3 separate regions of the Zea mays genome follow, and regions 2 and 3 are each linked to region 1. The links are chromatin contacts, called in public Hi-C maps. All regions are on one chromosome and are shown on one strand. The core of a region is the stretch at or near the end of the contact, and the rest is flanking DNA. Distances in the headings are between cores, read along the strand shown.

Region 1 (3,421 bases), core at 339-2,838:
ATCATACCTAAATGGGTTAAGTAGTACCTTAACCAAATTAGTTGAGACTCCTCATGGAACAAATTACCTAGGCATAGATAAATCTAGCTGGTCCACATATTATCATAACATCAGAACGAAGATTAGAAAGATCTACCTAAAATCATTTGCAAGGAAGATATACCGACAATAAGAGTTGGAAAGCATACCACAATCATCATCATCAGTGTCTGAGTACGCTGGTGAAGTGGATGGTGTTCCATTCTCAACTTGCTCACTTGACCTCCACTCAGCTAAAGAATCCCCAGAATGACTCTGTTGATCACTAGGCATCTCTTCAGTTGATGAGGATCTAGCATCCCCACCATTGTCCTCAGTCAAAGTGCCAGCCATTATCCTATCACCTGAACAAGTACAGCTTCGTTGCACTTGTCGTTTTCCTTCCTGCAGATTCAAGAAACTAGAACGGTAAGTCACTGTTTCACTAGACGGCCAGAGATACAATAGAAGAGAAATCCAAAAGCGAGGGTACAGAGATAGATAGGTCCCAAAAGTAATAAGCTTTGTAGACAGTACAAACGATTGCTAACTAGCCAGTCTAAATAGCTCATTGATACCAAGCAGGTGTTGCAGACAATGAGAACAAAAGGAAATGGCAATCGAACCCGTCAAATCACATACATATTCAAGACACCATCGGAGCAAAAGTAACATCCAAAAGAGTGAATGGTCTCATGATATCAGGAATGCTTTTATAACGTCCCTTACAATTACATCATTCCTAACCGTAAAACCTCCTCTAATTTCAAGGGGAAGTAACTAGCCTTATCCGAAAGCAAGAACCTTGAGTCAAAAGAGTTGAAAGCCTCCATGGGATTAAACCATACATAAAAACTGAACGCCTCCACGGGATCAAGCCATACATAAAAATCATAAATCGGAGCTGGGTTACTTTCCGAAGCCGCGAGAATTATATACTGCAGCTGCCACCAAAAAAGTCGCCGGAAGAGCGAACGAATTGGCTGGGAGTCTGGAACAGGACCGAGTAACCCAACCCAATCCAAGCGCGCGCCGGACCCGTTCTTGCGAGGAAACCCAGACTACCAGACCGAACTACCGGTCCCTAGATCGGGAGGAACCACTCCGCAATGCTCACCTGGCCGGGAAATCTCCCCGATTCAGCTCGGATCTGACCCCCGACCGGGGAGGCCACCACGCGCGCCGTGCGTCCGCCCCCACAGCCCACGTGGAGATCGGGAGTTCTCCCTCTTCCCTTCCGCTCGTCGTCGTCGTCGGCGGCGGCGGCGGCGGCGTGCGCGAGCGTCCTAGTCGAGTCGGAGAAGGGGGGAGGGGGGAGGTCGGGAGAGGGTGGCTGTTGAATAATCGGATCGGGTTTAGGTTTAGCTCCCTTCCTGTGCTCAGTGCTCTGCTCTCCTTCCGTGTGTAGCCTACGTTTGGCTCGTTTCTCTGTGTTTGCCTATATTCCACGGTTATTTACGGTTTGGCAATCATTTACGCCATCTATAATTATCGATGATTATATTTTTAGAAGTTATATATACGATACATGGCCTATGCGTTGATATATAATATCCTACCACTTTAATATATATCTACTATATATTCACCCTTCTTAAGAAGCTAAGGAGTACGTCCACACCTCGCCTCCGTCCCCACCTGCCCCGTTGTCTCCCTCCCCCCGCCGCGGCGCGCCATCCCCAGTGTCACCTCTCACCCACCCGTGTCCTTGGTCCCATCTCCCGAGACAGCTATCGCGCTGCCCCTCGCCCTCTCCCGAGATTGTCGCCGTCCTCCCCCACCGAGACAACCGTCGTCCTCCCACCGAGTCCGCGTCCACCGAGACGTCGGGAAGTCCGTGCGCGCCCCACTCGTTCCTGCTCTGCCTCCCTGGGTCCGCGCCCAAGATGCCCCCAAGCTGTCGTGTCGAGGCGTCCACGCCCGCCCTGCCTGCTCTACCTTCTCCGCCCCTCCGTGCGTCCCCGTACCGGCGCATCAGCCCTAGCCCGCTCCACCGGATGGCGCTGGTGGAGTCGAAGTCGCAGCCGAGTAGGAACCGGAAGCACCGACATATCCACTTTGGGAGAAAAGGAAGGTGTCCGATGACAATGAGAGAGATGAAGAAGAAGCTTCGTCTAGGGCTCGCCGTTGCTTTCCTCCAGTTAGATGTGCGCTACCTCTTGTCTCCATTGCGATGCAGGTTGTTCTCAGAGATGGGATAGTGGATTTGTCAACACTAGACTGGATTCTTTTCGAAATGATAGTCTAGACTATGCATTCTTTTTAGTTTCAGAATTACACCATATGCAGCTCACATGCTGTACTATTTGCAATTGAGATTTTCGTTCTATTTTGAGTTCACGGCGTTGACATGTAGCGAAGACATGGTTAAATTGTTGGACCAAGTAGCATCTATAGCAGATAATATCTGCACATAGACGTTTGGATTTTAGATCAAGGACAATTGATTAGGGGAAATTGTTATTATCTACTGTTTAGTGTTTTAGACTTTTTGGGAACATCATTGTTAGGTAGAAAACCATTCTTGACAACACAGAACAAGCATGAAATACTTGCAATGACAATGTAACTCCTATGTCCAATCTAGGGAATGTAACTTAGCAGGCTACACCCATACTTCAGATTGTTTTGCTTTTGAACTCCGAGCATTTTTTCTGAGGTTGCACCATTTTACCCTAGGTAACTCCTATGTTGAATTTAGGGAATATAACTTTGCAGGCTACACCCATGCTTCAGATTGTTTTGCTTTAGAACTCTGAAGAGGTAGCCTATATTTAGGATCGCAGAAGAAGGGAAAAGATGACTGTGGGAAGAATGACCTTTTTCGTCGGCTTGATGCCCTCGCAGGAAGCCACCAATCAGCCAATAACGATTTGCTATTTACCCTCATGTTTAATTAGACTAGAATTTGTATATGTACAGACTGTACAAGTACGATCTATTCTTCCATTATGAGTTGTCCAGCCTCTCTCAAGTTCTAGTCACGAAACGAAGTGCTAGAATGCTCACTGGTTAGCACAAAGTCAAAATGGTTTGGTTTTGAAGCTATTATTGTTAGATAATAACAAGGCAAGTAGATGGTTGGTCGTTGTAGATAGACTTTTAAGTGTCTACCTAAATGGCTTTGAAAATGCCTTGATTTGGATCGCACACATTTTGGTCAAAGTCAAGATACTAGAACTGTTGGTTTCGATATGTGACAGATACATTATATTCTGGAAAGCACAGAAAAGAAGCAATCCTATTTGCCAGTAGGTTTCAAATATGAATTTATACATGCCTTGCATATTACTTGCAAATTTGGTAGAGTGCCAATAGTTGTTGAATTTTATTTTTTTCATAACATGTTCGCTTCATCTTCAATGGTTGCTATTCCTTCTTATTTCAAGTGATGCTCGGCATT
Region 2 (3,421 bases), core at 295-2,794, 490 kb after region 1:
GCCCAATATAAGAGGTACTATGTTCCGGCATGCATTGTTTGATGTCCATCCTGGAAATGATGTACCACTAATCACCACCAAGTTGTTGAACATTTTAAAGATTCATGCAAATCAATTTGTAGGGAAATCTGAATGTTCTATTTGCAGACTGAATTTCAGTATAGAAGTGTATCCTAAGCTAGTAGGCTACAAGGCAAAAACAAGTAATGTTCAAGTTCAATTGTAGATAGCAGGAACTAAACAATTCAATGAACCTTTTTTTTGCACAGGTATTCTACAGAAACTTACCGGGTATCTAGCATGGAGAGGCATCTCTATTACAAGGTTACAGTTGATTGAAATGATTCGCCTGAGATCAAAATGGATCTCAACAGATGACCCATTGGATAGAGCTGTGGGCAGTTCAAGGTTGGCGTCTCCAAAAACAGCAACATCAACGAAAACTGCAAGATTTTTTCAACCAAAAAGATTAGCATAATACAGATAACAATGCAGTTCTACAGTCTATCTCAGATTCAGATTTCACCTTTGCGCTCAACAAAATGCTGTAGCTCAAATGGGTCGGCAAACACTCCATCAGGAAGTTTTTCAAATATCACCAGATGGGCATCGTAGTGATCAAGGAAATTAACCATAGCACCTTCATGGGCACCAAAATCCACAGAATAGACTAAACGGCGGTGAGAACCTTTACCAACCAGTTGCCGGCGTAGTTTTGAAAGCATAGGAACTTCGACATCATCAGCAAGTCCTTTGCACAATTCACCAGAATCAGACATTTCCACTATGTCACGACGCTGAGCAAGCTGGCCCGTCAAGGTGTCCAGATGTGCACCACCAATGTACGTTCTAGAGCAGGGCATGCATTTGACGGGTGTGCGGCTTCCGCCTTCCTGCGCAATGCCATAATTAAAACTTACCCGCATAAACATCAACCATATCTGAACGGAAATATTATCAGAAGCAGGGTGCCTCCCAAAACGAGATACAGCTAATTACCCTGGCCACCCAACTCAAACAATTACACATACATTTAAGTCGAACTTGGGATAGATCGACACTTACAGCTTACAGGTACGGTAAAATTCAGCATGAGCTAAAAACGAACGCTTTCCGTAGCCCTTTCCAGACACTATACATGAACGCGCATCACGGCCCCGGCTCTAGCAAATCCGAATCAACGAAAGATCATAATTTCCGCACAAAAACTGCGCACGAGTAAAATTGGCGTGAACCAGGAGCGCCCATCCACCCCTTACGTACCTGCTCACCCGACGATGAGGCGGCGACCACCGCGCCGGAGATCCAAGCGGCGGCGAGCGCCAAGGCGAGCAAGCACCGCCCGCCCCCCGCAGCCATCTGTCACAGTGGCGGAGCCAACAAGAAAACGAAGCCTGGGATAGCGGGCGGCTGCCGGCTCGCTGGGTGGCGGCGGGCGCGTCTGGCGGCGAGGAGGTGAAGGCGAGCCGTCGCGTCGCGTGGAGGTGGAAGCGGGCGACGGGACGTGCGGAGCTGGAGGCGAGGGCGAGGTGCCAAGGTGTGTGGAGGCGGAGCTCAGGATGCGGACCCGTCGGGTTATTTGGGCTGGGCCGCCGAAGCCCGGCCAGGCCGGGCCTCAGCTCTGCCTCTGCTCTGTCAGGAGGGGGAGGCGGCGGAAGGATCTTGTGGTAGATAGAAGAGAGAAGTAGGTTGTCAGGTTGTGTGCAGCAGGGACGCCGGACGCACCTCGCCGGCGTCCGGGAGGCGGAGGCGTGGAGCGTCCACGCTCGGGGACGCGGATCTCGTCATGGCAGACGGCGGAGGGCCAGCCTAGTCGACGGCGATGCCGGGGCCTAACCTGAGCCGAGCTTATCCGTCTTCATCAATTGGGCCTTCCGGCTGAGCCAACTTTACCACGCTTGGGCCTTCCGGCGTTGCACGTGATTTGATTGATATAAGGCTGATTCCAACACCACTACGGCCACATAACCGATCTCAGTCCTTAACTATCACAACACTCCATAATATAGTCTTTATTACCAATCTATTATCACCTCAAATCATTACATTACTTATAGACTTTTAGTTAATATGAAACACAAATACATCTGATTAAATAATTAAATGAGTAATTTTATTCGTTTAATTATGTAATCAGATGTATTTGTATTTTAATAAAATTACATAATTGCTAACAATAATTAAAAATTGCATAACTCAAATATAATAATAAAACATACTTTTAAATAAAATTGCATAGCTTAAATATAAAAAATTAAAATAGTTTATAAATAAAACCTAATATATATATATATATATTATTTTAGGATTTTTAAAAAAATAGACTTGAATAGTTAAAAAACAACTAGCTGATATGGCACACGCGTGACCAATCAACACACTACGTCACTAAAATCAGTCATTATCGGACTGGCTGGTCAGTAGAGCCACTGACAGGTGTTGGAACCAACGTGGTCAATACCAACCAAAGATCAACAATCGATATCGTCTCACATTGTATCCAGTCTAAAGCTACACGCACTCCCTACTCTAAATGATTTCCTCATCAATACCTCATTTCTCTCAAAACCGTTCTCTATATCTCAGCATTTATACGTCAAAGTCTATATTATGATATTCTCTCTCTCTCTCTATATATATATATATATAGTCCGTGCTAATGCTACGATCCCACGTAGGGGAAGAGAGGTGGACGGCGGAGGCGCGAGTGAGGGGGAAAGGACGTCGGTGACACGGGGGAGGGGTGGCGGGGTCGTAGGAGAGGGAGAGTGAAAGGGAATTAGGCTTTCACCTAGTCCCTAATTAGTTTTGGTGGTTGAATTGCCCAACACAAATAATTGGACTAACTAGTTTGCTCTAGTGTACAAGTTATACAGGTGCTAAAGGTTCACACTTAGCCAATAAAAAAACAAAATATTGGGTTCAACCAAAGAGCAAAGGGACAACCGAAGGCACCTCTGGTCTGGCGCACCGGACTGTCCGGTGTGCCACCGGACATGTCCGGTGCACCAGAGGACTCCGACTTCAAACTCGTCACCTTCGGGAAATTCCAGAGGCGACTCCGCTATAATTCACCGGACTGTCCGGTGTACACCGGACATGTCCGGTGCTCCAAGGAAGAGCGGCCTCCGGAACTCGCCTGCCTCGGAATTTCACTTCGCTGCTCCGCTATAATTCACCGGACTGTTCGGTGTAACAGCGGGGCAACGGCTATTTCGGCGCCAACGGCTACCTGCGGCGCATTAAATGCGCGCGCTGCGCGCGCAGAGGTCAGGCACGCCCATGCTGGCGCACCGGACAATCTACAGTGCATGTCCGGTGCGCCACCGGACATCCAGGCGGGCCCAGAAGACAGAACTCCAACGGTCGAACCCAACGGCTTTTGGTGACGTGGCTGTCGCACCGGACATGTCCGGTGTGC
Region 3 (3,421 bases), core at 626-3,125, 380 kb before region 1:
AGGAAATAATCATCAATATGCCACAAACTATATACATGTCTAATCTAGGTCTTCTAACTAAACAACATAGCATAGTTATTGGTGTAGGCAACAACTGAAAGTGATTCTTTCACATGAACACTAACATGCCTAGAGGGCTCTTCTGGCCATACTGACTGCAAAGCATTTGTAATAGTAATGCAACCAGTTAAAGAAGATAGTGAAAGGCTTACAGCTCTTTCTGGCACAGCTGGTGGTCCCTCAAGAACCTTGATGCGGGCTCTTGATTCCTCACACATTTTCTTGATGAAATCCCCTTTGCGCCCAATGACGGCACCCACCTTTGTGGTAGGAACCAGTATACGGAACACACTCTCTCCAGGCCACCCAGGCCATTTCTTGTCATCAGGAACTGTAGCATCATGCTGCTTCACCCCAGCTTCCTCGCCGTGCTCTGTGGGGGTAGCTTGGTCCACTTTGTTCTGGCCTCCCACATCTTCATTGTTCATGCTCACATGCCCTTGGTTACCCAACTCGTCTTGCATTGGGTCTTTGGGTTCCTCGTAAAGCTTTTCTGGTTCTTCCTTGGACTGATCTTGCACATTAGCATAAGTAGTGGCTTCTTCCTCATTGCCAAGGGTACTAGGACTTCCAGTGAGGTTCTCCACAGGGTCATCAACAGGTACATCCATATTTTCTGGAAACAACCAAGCAACCAAGCTCAAGTTAATTATAAAGATGCATAGTACCTCTCAAATATGAGCTCTGCAGGAGTCGAAAGAGTGGGAGAAAAAGCTAAGGCAGTGCAAGAAAACTAATAACCACACAATTTTAGGGTCCGATTTGTTGCAATATCTGCCTGGCCGTGCATCATGGGAGCCTGGCTCCATGGATACCTAAATTTAGGTAACTAGGTCGCATCTCCAGAGCCTGGCCCGTTGCATCAGGAGAGAAAAGCTCAGCTGCATATGTAGGGAACCAAACAAGAAATAAGCCTGAGCCTGGCTGCGTCCATCCGGTCTACAACCAAACACATCACACCTGCATGCCATGAGCTTGGTTGCTCTGTATGCAGGCACAATCAGGCCACTAGAAGACGAGAAAGAGCACAGACAGTACACCCTAATCAGCAGCAGAGCAGTGAGCTCACACCACGTGCCCCCAAACGGGCACTATAATAAATCGATCCAAACGTCCAGACGCAGTCGCATCCATGAACCAACCATCTATGAAGCATGCATCCATGAAGCAGGCACACGAGCACAAGGGTACTGCACGCGCACTCAAACCCTAGTTGCCAGCCTCGGAGCACTTCGCCGCTCGCTAGGGCTGCCGCGCAGCACGCGACCGCGTACGGATGAAAAGGGGACATTAGGAGGGGTGCGCGCGAACCTTGTTACTAGGGGGGAGACTCGCCGGAGAAGACACCCGGTCGCCAGCGCCGCCGCCGCCGCCGGAGGTGGGGAGGGTTTTCAGACGGGGGAGCACGGGATTTGTGCGGACGCGAGCGAGAGGAGAGAGTGTGCTCGTGCGGCCTGGTTTTGATTTTAAAGCTGGATGCGGCCTTAGCGTTTACTTGTCCGGCCGTATGTGCGGCCCATGGGCTGAGAATACTTGAGCTCGAGCTCTTCTCATTGTTTCACTGCACAGGCTTCTATTGAGCCAGACACTGATACGTGGGTCCCATGGACCCGGATCCTGGAGGGGCCGAAGGATCCTCTGCTCCGTCAAAGATTCCCAACGAAGCCTCAAGCACACCTGCGCCGCAGCCCGCAGTTGCACAGCGCAGGCGATCATCACCAAAGAATCCGGGATGGCCCGCGCCGCAGCTCCACTCGTGAATAGGTTTTTCTGATAAAAAGTAGTAAAACAAAATAGGATGGCGCTCGTGATCTTGAAGATGCAGCCACCGCCTCCGTGTCGTCTTCCTCGTCAGCACGCAGCAGTCAGGTCACCACCAACAGCAACAGCAGTAGTGCCGTCGCGTTGTCTCCCACTCCCAAGTCCCAACTCCCACCTCCCCCGCCCGCCGTTCAAATCTCCCTAGCCTCCCGAAGTAGGCAAGTAGCCCTCCCTGTTCCATCGAACCCAGCAGAGCAGCCAGCCGAACAACGAAGCATGCCGTCGAAGCCGAACGCCGCGTCGCGCCTCGTCTTCCTCGCTTTCCTCCTCGTCATCAGCGCCGCCGCGGCCAACGATGACGCCGCGGCGCGGCGGACGATGGAGCAGTTCGCCGGCTTCCCCGCCTCCGACGACGGCGAGGGCCCTTCCAGCGACTTCCACGTCGACTCCGAGGGCCTCCAGCGTCAGGTGCGCACTGGGGCACGGGCGCACGGCACCCTTCGCGTTGCGGCGCGGTCGTAGTGCAGGCTATGGCTGTGCATTGAGGTGTTGGATTCTAACGGCGCGTGATTTTTTTTTCGCAGATCGATGAACTGGCCTCGTTCTCCGACTCGCCCGCGCCGTCCGTGACCCGCGTTCTGTACACCGACAAGGATGTGCAGGCTCGAAGGTAACCCAGTTGAGATTATCCGTCGTCGTGAGAACAAGCGATTGAACGAAAGAACCGACTCGGCATTAGTCAGTGTGCTTGTAATCGATTTGGCTGTAAAACGTGCCACGCTTGAGTGACCTTTGATGCTGGTGACATCAACGATCAATCTTCAATCGACTTCAGTTTGCACCATTCTGGGTTCAGATAGTAGTTAATTTGACAAAGTGGGCATCTCATTTCTATTGTGATATTTGTAGCCACAACTGTGCAGCAACTAGAACACGCATCCATGCCCACCTTCGCTGATTGTTGACGTGTGCTTCTGGTGTTCTCTAGGTATATAAAAGGGATAATGAATCAACTTGGCCTTGTTGTTCGAGAAGATGCTGTTGGTAACATATTTGGCCGCTGGTGAGTTGGTCTTGACTGCCCTTGGATTCTCTGCTCTTGGTTCATTTCTTTGGATTTAGGAAGCATACAAGGATTTTGCTGTAAATTGTGCATCTGGCTGAAAAGTCTCTTGATTTTGTTAAATTTGCTGTGTGCTGGAATTCTCATGCCCATTGAACATTGCAACCTTCTACAGGGAGGGTTCCGAGCCTGGACTAGGAGCAGTTGCAACTGGATCTCATGTTGATGCCATTCCATTCTCAGGCAAATTTGATGGTGTTGTTGGAGTTCTGGGTGCTCTTGAGGCAATTAGTTTGCTGAAAAGGTAACCGTTCTGTCTGCCTATAAGTGTTTTCACCATTCCTGCAGCACCATTCTTTTACTGTTGTGGTTTTGTCCGTATGTAACGTGGATGTTTTCCCCTCTCTTTTTCTGGCTTAGTGTTTGTTGAACATCATACACCTTATATACAATCATGTTTCTATGGCTGTTGTGATTGCAATTAGATGAACCGTGCTTAATCAGCTATTATTGGATTCTTAATTTGATCAAATTACA

Evidence for each region. A called contact is a pair of places that touch in the nucleus more often than the background predicts.
Region 2: a Hi-C map of ear shows a contact between it and region 1, with 2.3 times the contacts expected there. The contact joins the promoter of LOC100275459 here to the promoter of LOC103645037 in region 1. A contact is called at or near these places in 2 of 25 Hi-C or Micro-C datasets (ear and leaf).
Region 3: a Hi-C map of leaf shows a contact between it and region 1, with 4 times the contacts expected there. The contact joins the promoter of LOC100279195 here to the promoter of LOC103645037 in region 1. A contact is called at or near these places in 3 of 25 Hi-C or Micro-C datasets (ear, leaf and tassel).

The regions. Positions count from the first base shown.
Region 1 is chr1:171,439,093-171,442,513 of Zm-B73-REFERENCE-NAM-5.0, reverse strand. LOC103645037 (TNF receptor-associated factor homolog 1a) reads right to left here and starts at 1,588. Exons shown (of 13, transcript XM_020546525.2): 1 at 1,136-1,588; 2 at 189-423. The coding sequence starts at 372.
Region 2 is chr1:170,951,505-170,954,925 of Zm-B73-REFERENCE-NAM-5.0, reverse strand. LOC100275459 reads right to left here and starts at 1,544. Exons shown (of 4, transcript NM_001149526.1): 1 at 1,264-1,544; 2 at 527-893; 3 at 289-443. The coding sequence starts at 1,359.
Region 3 is chr1:171,819,322-171,822,742 of Zm-B73-REFERENCE-NAM-5.0, reverse strand. LOC100279195 reads left to right here and starts at 1,875. Exons shown (of 12, transcript NM_001366050.1): 1 at 1,875-2,289; 2 at 2,406-2,491; 3 at 2,810-2,884; 4 at 3,060-3,188. The coding sequence starts at 2,098. It overlaps LOC100282270, which reads right to left and starts at 1,482. Exons shown (of 7, transcript NM_001367061.1): 1 at 1,372-1,482; 2 at 213-676. The coding sequence starts at 671.